Linked DNA regions of Mus musculus: region 1 is linked to region 2. A link is a contact called in public Hi-C data. All regions are on one chromosome and are shown on one strand. Each heading gives the region's core, a stretch centred on a gene start, on an enhancer-like site or on the middle of the called end of the contact. The rest is flanking DNA. Distances are from core to core; before and after follow the strand shown. Region 1 overlaps Tgfbr3 (transforming growth factor, beta receptor III). Region 2 has its middle 28 kb from the start of Cdc7.

The links. Hi-C and Micro-C count contacts between places; a contact is called where the count stands out from the background.
Region 1: a contact with region 2 is called in a Hi-C map of uterus, with 2.6 times the contacts expected there. The contact joins two enhancer-like sites. A contact is called at or near these places in 1 of 39 promoter capture datasets (the 3T3-L1 cell line), 3 of 15 datasets of contacts at CTCF or cohesin (the NIH/3T3 cell line and large pre-B cells), 9 of 484 Hi-C or Micro-C datasets (3T3-L1-derived adipocytes, adipose-derived mesenchymal stem cells, brown adipocytes and 5 more), 5 of 115 datasets of contacts at active chromatin or transcription factors (the NIH/3T3 cell line, acute myeloid leukemia, astrocytes and 2 more) and 2 of 9 other capture datasets (adipose tissue and embryonic stem cells).

Annotation. Positions count from the first base shown.
Region 1 is chr5:107,198,768-107,202,509 of GRCm38.p6, forward strand. The region is part of intron 3 of Tgfbr3 (transforming growth factor, beta receptor III); the gene reads right to left. Among named protein-coding and RNA genes, the nearest start is that of Tgfbr3, 89 kb to the right of the region's middle. Within about 2 kb of position 1,679, at least 120 of the 459 cell types and tissues checked have an H3K27ac peak or open chromatin away from gene starts, as enhancers often do. A contact at or near this core is called in 3T3-L1-derived adipocytes, the NIH/3T3 cell line, acute myeloid leukemia and 4 more, where this site is marked.
Region 2 is chr5:106,990,479-106,994,171 of GRCm38.p6, forward strand. No RefSeq gene overlaps it. Among named protein-coding and RNA genes, the nearest start is that of Cdc7, 28 kb to the left of the region's middle. Within about 2 kb of position 1,288, at least 69 of the 459 cell types and tissues checked have an H3K27ac peak or open chromatin away from gene starts, as enhancers often do. A contact at or near this core is called in 3T3-L1-derived adipocytes, the NIH/3T3 cell line, acute myeloid leukemia and 4 more, where this site is marked.

The DNA.
Region 1 (3,742 bases), core at 429-2,928, 210 kb after region 2:
AACTTAGTTTCCAATGTGAGCACTCTATCCCAGACCTTGAATGCTCAAAAGACTGGGTCAGAAATGGCCATATTTCAAATATAAACATGGTGGTTCAAACCACAGGTAAAGGCCAAAGGCAGTCAGATTCACAATAGAGTCCCATGATAGAAGAAATGGGACTGGATTTGAGGAAACCTGGAAGTCATAGGTAACACCAGGGGTTGGGGTTGTCACGAGTGGTTGGGAGTGTTCTTTTCAGAAATGGGAGACACGTGGAGGGAACAAACTTGAGAAAACGGAGCTGAGTGGAACTCAGGATAATTCTCCAAACTAGATAAAATATAATATTCAGCTCAAGTGGCTGCCATGCCAACTAACCAAAAACCTAATGACATAAAACAACAGAAATTTATTCTCTTGATGTGTTTAAGGCTGGAATTCCCCAGTCAGCATTGCTGGGCCAAAGCCAAGGTGTCTTCAGAGATGCCCCTCCATGGGCTCTTGGAGAAACATTTCTGGTGTCTCGTCCAGTACCTTGGTGAGGGTGCCTTCTTTGGTTTGTGACCCCATCCCTCTACTCCCTGTCTACTGGGTCACACCAGCTTCCCCACTTCTGGCTATTTCATAGCATCTCACAAGGAAACTGGTGAGAGTACTTGGGCCTCCCAGATAATCTCCCCACTGAAAGGGTCTTCATCACATCTGCAGACTCTGTGTAAAGTAACATTCACATGTTTGGTGAGTTGGGATACAGGCATGTCTCTGGAGGTGTACCACTGTTAGAAACAGATAAATCCACAGTGTGAATAGAGTGAACAAGACAGTCTTCTCTTCTACGTGGGGATTTGATCTTCTGCAAATTCTATTAATCTGCAATCCTGGTGTGCCAATCACAATACACAGCAACTCATGTACTTGCTAGAAAAAATATTAAATAGCTGTCAGGCACCAATATGAGAGGACTTCCTGGAAGCACTGGCCAAGAAGGAACCATTGGTACCTATGGGCAAAGCTCCTACGAAGACATAGGACTTTTACATTACGGTAACATACATACAGAGCTGCGGGTGCACAGGCACAGGTACACACACATACACAGAGATGGAGACAGAGGAGAGACAGAGAAAGACAGAGATACAGAGGAGAGAGACAGAGAGACAAATGGGGAGGGGGGTAGAGAGAGAAAGAAAGAGGAATCTGCTGTCCTGACATCAGTTGTCATCCTTGTCCTATTGTGTCTCAGGTCTGAACAGTTCTCTAAAGCCAAGGAGACCCTCCCTTGTGTCTGTGGCCACAAGTTATAAATGTCATTTTAGTTAATTACTTCCATTCCTTCCTTCCACTGACCCCTTTACCACAGTTACCAGCAAGCAACAGAAAGAGAGCACTGGCCTCTCCTGTCCACCCCTGGGGCAGCCTCACACATTAGCAGAAAACTGCCTGACCAAGACAGGGGGGAAATCTGGAAAACAAAGGTGCAGCAAATCAACAAAAAGCATAGTTTCTGAATGGTACCGGGAGTAGTGCGCAGTCCTATAAACAGCTGCACTTACAGAGACTATACAGTGCAAGTATAGACTCCTGCACTGTGCCTACAAGGGGCCTCCCTCAGGATTACATGCAGAACCCTCAGCCCACATCTATGCTGGAAGTGTACAAGCTGGCTCATTACTCAGAGCCAAGATAAAGAAGAAATCTTTATGAGTACTGTAAGTATGAGTCATAAAAAATAGGAAACACATGTAGGCCGTATGCACAGTCACGGTACCAAGCCAGGAAACGTGTTTGGGAAACATACATAAGGACACGTGGCAAAACTGGACTCGAAATTACCCTTGTATGTTGCTCCGACAACACACCTAAAACGCTCACGGCAAGTCACCTAAAAAGCTCACGGCAAGTCACGGGTTCGTTTATCACTCTGTACTCTAACACACACAAATCACTTCCCCCATAAGAAAACAAGTTGGGCTTTTTAAAATGCAAATAGGAGGAAAGCTGAATCAATAAAATGTAGCTTGGAGCAGGCTTTGAAAGATTTTATGATTTGGCAAATTTGAACAGCTTCCAGTTAAAACACTGAGAATTAGATCTTTAACAGCATTTAAAATGAACAAGACTCTTTCAGAAAAATACTCGTTCAGAATGGCGCTCTTGCCATTTAGAGTCTCGCTATCCTAATATCCAGTGGTGGAAGAGTAGCTCTTCAAGCTTGTGAAAGCAGGAAACATAAACAAACAGCAACACGTGCACTAAACAGGAAAGGGCCGGCTCTGAGGTTTCTCCAGGATGCTGACCCCAAAAGGTTTGCATTTGGAGTCCAGCTGGTGACGCTGCTCCAAGAGTTGCGGAATCTTCGGGAGGTGGGGCCAAGCTGCAGCCCCAGAAGTGGAGCATTAAGGATGGGCCTTCAGGTTGCATACTGGGCCCCAGTCAGCCAGGATGTGAGCAATCGACCTTAGGCACCGGATACAAAAGCCAGAAGCAGCTCCTACTGCTGTGGTTTCCCTTGTGAGCACATGGGCGCACAGGCGAGCCTTCTTCCCTAAGAGGCATCACACAGGTATTTTGTCACAGCAACAAGAAGAGTAACTATGGCGGTCATGATTGCTCAGTGATTAGAAGTGCTTCTTCCTAAAGTCCAGCAATCTGGGACCAAAGACTAGAACCCACAGCAAAAGTAGAGAACTGTCTCCCAAATTGTCCTCTTACCTCCACACTCACACCCACATGTCTGTCTGTCCGTCCGTCCGTCTGACTCTCATACACACACACACACACACACACACACACACACACACACACACTTTTTTTTTTTTAAAAGGGAATTAAAATAATACTTAAGAGAAGGAGGCAACCCAAAGGCCTCACTCAGAAGCACAGACACGCAGGCCTCCTGACAACCTGCCTTCCTTACTCTGCCTCATCCGCACCTTCAAACACATCTGGATCTCCAAGACAACACTGTTGCTACACAGAAATACAGAAACAGGCCGAGAGGCATAACAGGAAAGAGAATTACAAAGTATTGTTTTGGACTTAGTGAAGTACTAAACTTATATAAGGCTTTAATAAAGTCACTGCTCTGTTAAAACTTATAATAAGCAAGACATCTCAACTCGAACTTCACCAAAAAAAAACTAAACAACTGCCAACCATTAAAATGACAATGGGAATGGATGCATACAGGGCACTCGATGCCCCACCCCCTCAATGTCCCTCCCCCTCGATGCTCCTCCCCCACTCTGCCTTTCATTTTCAGCTCTCAGCTGGATCTCTTTGCTCCTCTCCCCCAAAGAACCTGTGTGTGTGCGCGCTCACAGAAATCAAAGGCTCATCTCTTTAAGATAGTGATCACTTAAACCAGCACACGGATATTGACCCTGTGGCAGGCCCAAGGCTAGGCAAATGAAACCCACAAAGGGTCTGGGGTATGTACACACCTGTCACCAAATAGAAATTCAAAGTTAATGTACACAGAGGGATGTTTGGGCTCCAGGGAAGAGGCTACCCAGTGATCCGGGAGCCTGATGCTGGCTTTGGTCTTGGATCTCAGATGCATAAGCATCTTCTCTAGTCTCTCTCGTCAACGGGAGCTGAAGCTATCTATTAAAGAAGACCTCCCCTTCCCTTCTCCACCCCATCCTTCACCTCCAGTAGATAGAAATGTTCTAGGTGCAGCTGAAGGACCATTGTGCTTGGAAATGTTCCAGACTCGGCTAGAGGACTGTCACATTTGGAAATGTTCTAGATGCAGCTG
Region 2 (3,693 bases), core at 38-2,537:
TTTCTTTTTTTAGATTTTTAAATTTTACACATATGAATATTTTGCCTGCATGCATGTACACCACAGAAGGTGTCAGCTCACCTGGAATGGGAATTAAGTATGGTTTGAGCTACGGCGTGCGTGCCGAGAACCAAACCCAGGACCTCTGCAAGAGCAAGTGCTCTGGACTTCCGGTCCACTCTCCAGCACCCTTGTTTGTTTAAGTTTACACAGGAGCTCGTGTAACGGAAACTGGCCTTGAACTAGTGATCCTCCGCCTCCCTGGTGCAGAGGTTGTGGGTGCGGGGCCGCCACAGCCAGCTGTATCAGACTTAACTCAGGGTAGCAGAATCTGGATGCTGTGACCCTGGAGCTGCACGGTGACATTGCCTCTGTCCACCAGATGGCAGGAATTCCTTTGGCATGTTCTGTGAGGCAGCTGCCCGGGACACTTGGATGGATCTATCAGTAAGACTTTGAAGACATAAACACAAAACATCGACTCTCACAGAAAACTAAGTGTTCAGGCAAACAGAGCTGGTGGTGGTTTAACCATTCTCTACCCCGGGCTTTTCACCTGTGTTCCTTCCCCGGGCTCCCCTGTACCGTATTACCAGTCCCTCCTGTCTATCATCTACAACAAGGCTTTATCTGTCTAATGTACGTGCCTCTGGGTCTCTAGTGCTCAGCACATAGCATGCCTGCAGTGAGGTATATTTTTGTGTTTTGTTCTTTGAGGTCAATGACAGTTGACTTCTAGAAATGAAGCTCTGTGTATCTTTTTAAGTCTTTGGGCATGAGCAGAAATGCTGAGCGCCTCCCTGCCCCCACCTTCATAGCTGGAAGGAGGAAAGCCGCTCCTGAAGCTTGGGGGCTCATTTCCTCCCTCCAATGCACCCCCCTTCTGTCTATTAGTGGTCAGAGGCATATCTGCCAGCACTGTATTTCCATGCTAAGCTCCAGCGAGGATGTTCAAAGCACCCCCAGGGTCTGTCCTCTCTGCCATTTGCCTCCTTCTAATTTCCTTCTCCAGCCTCCCCTTTCTATGTACCTTCACCCAGACCGCCTTCCCAGTCACTGTGTAGTCAGGGACAAAACCACTTTGTTTCTCTGCCTCCACATCAGATCCTAACCTGTCTTTTGCCCTGGACAGATCGTGAGATACACCTTGGTGCACTCCATAAAGAGGAATTGTTTTGATAATCCAAACAAAGCTAAGAATGTTTAAATTCCTCCCACTCTCTCCTCACCGCAGTGTGAGATGAATCCAACTGTGTTGTAAGAGTGTGGCCGCAGGCCTGCACTCTTGAGTTACGAAATGTTGCAGCAAACTCTCCTTGTATAGCAATGTTATCAGCCAAGAACTCTAGCCTTAGCCCCACCATTGAGAAATCTGGAGAACTTTCTCTTTGTGCACAGGGACTTTCAGAAGTTTCTGCCTAATCGACATCTGTAGCATTCATAAGCATATGTGATGATATAAGGACACTGTGGGGACTTCTCTCCCCAGAGACTATTTGTACTTTTGTTGCAAGTAGGGGCTTAGCAATACTGCATGAGCCCTCAAACCTGATGCTCCGTTTCACATTTAAGGGATGGCAGATGTTAGAACTGGCAGCTGGGAAGAATGCAGTGGGTGGAAATGAGAACACCGTGTCCCTTCCTGTGTGTGTGTGTGTGTGTGTGTGTGTGTGTGTGTGTGTATACATACATACATACATACATATATACATACATTTCCCAGCATATGATGAAATTGGAGTAAGGAGAAAAACATGGCCTTTAGCTTTTTAGTTTTCGCTGGATATTAACTTTAGAGAATTTCATTTTCCCCATTCTTACTTTTTGCACATACATGTGTACCTGTGTAAGGAGAAGTCGGGACAATCTTGGGCTTTTGGTGACATTCCCTCTCCCTCTTTGAGGTAGGGTCTGTCATTGGCTTGGAACTGAGTATGTGGGCTAGGATGACTGGCAAGGAATCTGCTTATCTCTGCTCCCAGTGCTGGGAATACAAGGCATTCACTCCATCCATTCATCCATCCATCCATCCATCCATCTGTCCATCCATCCATCCGTCTGTCCGTTTGTCCATCCATCCACCCATCCATCTATCATCTATCTATCTTCTATCATCTATCATCTAATCTATCAATCATCTATCATCTATCAATCTATCTTCTATCATCTATCTATCATTTATCAATCATCTATGTATCTATCATCTATCATCTATAATAATCATCTATCTATCTATCTATCATCTATCTATCATCTATGCATCATATATCTATAATCTCTCTCTCACCTATCTCTATCTATCTATTGGTGCTATTACCAGGCACTCAGTACATTCATTTATTTATTTATCCATTTATTATTTTTGAGACAGTGTCTCACTGTGGCGCGTTGGCTGATCTAGAACACTCTCTGTAGACCAGATTGGTCTTGAACACAGAGGTCCACCTGCCTCTGCCTTCCAAGTGCTGGAAGTACTGGTATGCACCACCACACCTGGCAAATTGAAATAAATGTATTTATTGATTTGAGGGCAGGGGGAGCAGGGTTTTACTATGTGACTATTTGTTGGTGTTATACTTGCTTTGCTTGGAGCTGTTTTCTCCTACCTTTCCACTATCCTTTTCTTTTCAGGACCTTAAAACTTTGATATGTTACAGAAGAGGTGGGCACGTGAAAAGATGGGTAGGAACGAAGGAATGGGTGCAAAACTGGCAAGGTTGAGCTGCAGCAGGCTCAATGGCCTAGAATTTCACTAAAGCCCTGGAGTGATTAGAGGAAGTGCCTCAATTGTGAGAGCCCTGTCCCAGTGCTGTTAGGCATGGGCTCTGCACGGGTTGCTTTGAAAGGTGTGCATCAGGACTTAGTGGTTCCTAAGAGGGTCATGGAGGTATTAAAATACAATGAAAATAAATGGTTGATATATTCCTGTGTAGGGCACCAAGGCTTGAGGGAGGAAATGAGAGTTGGGTCGAACTCACAATGTCTCAGATGCTAGCTAAGGAGTTTGGGTTTCAGCTCTACAGATGGTGCTCTGCGACACCCCAGGAACTCTGACCAGGAAAATGACACAAGTTTTCCTATTCAGCTGGAAGACAACTCTGCTGTTTCTGGATAAGGTAGAGGGGAATGTAAGGATCAAACCAACAGGACATGGGTGAAGAACCAGATGTGGACCTCAGGGAAGATGGAAACAGAAACTAAATGCCCTGTTTCAAGCCTTTGTGACTAGAAGGTTCTTTTGCTATTGATACATAAAAGTGTCTGGGCACAACACACCTCCAGCTTTGGAGATCTGTGGGTAAGAAAAAGTATCTTCTTTTCATAGATGCTGGTTGGACCCACTCCATAGGCAGGGTTGTTTATTGTGGTCTTTTGTGTGATTGATTATATGACTATATGTGTCAGTGTTCCAACTCTACTGGAATCCTAGAGTACCGCACTCTCCTCTGGTTCTTGTGATTTTGGGGGTACATTCCCTAGGATTTGATAACATGGTAGAGGAATAGTCTAGTCTCTCCACTTGCTAGGAGAAGTCTAAAGGTGTCCCAAGATTATATATCCAGGACATGGATAGGAGACTGGACTCTAGTGAGCCAGGATTACATCAGTATTCTGGTCTTCTAAATCATCCAAGACTGTTTTTTCTGGAGTTCTGACTCTTGTTTCATCACTTCTGAGATTTGATGCTAGAGA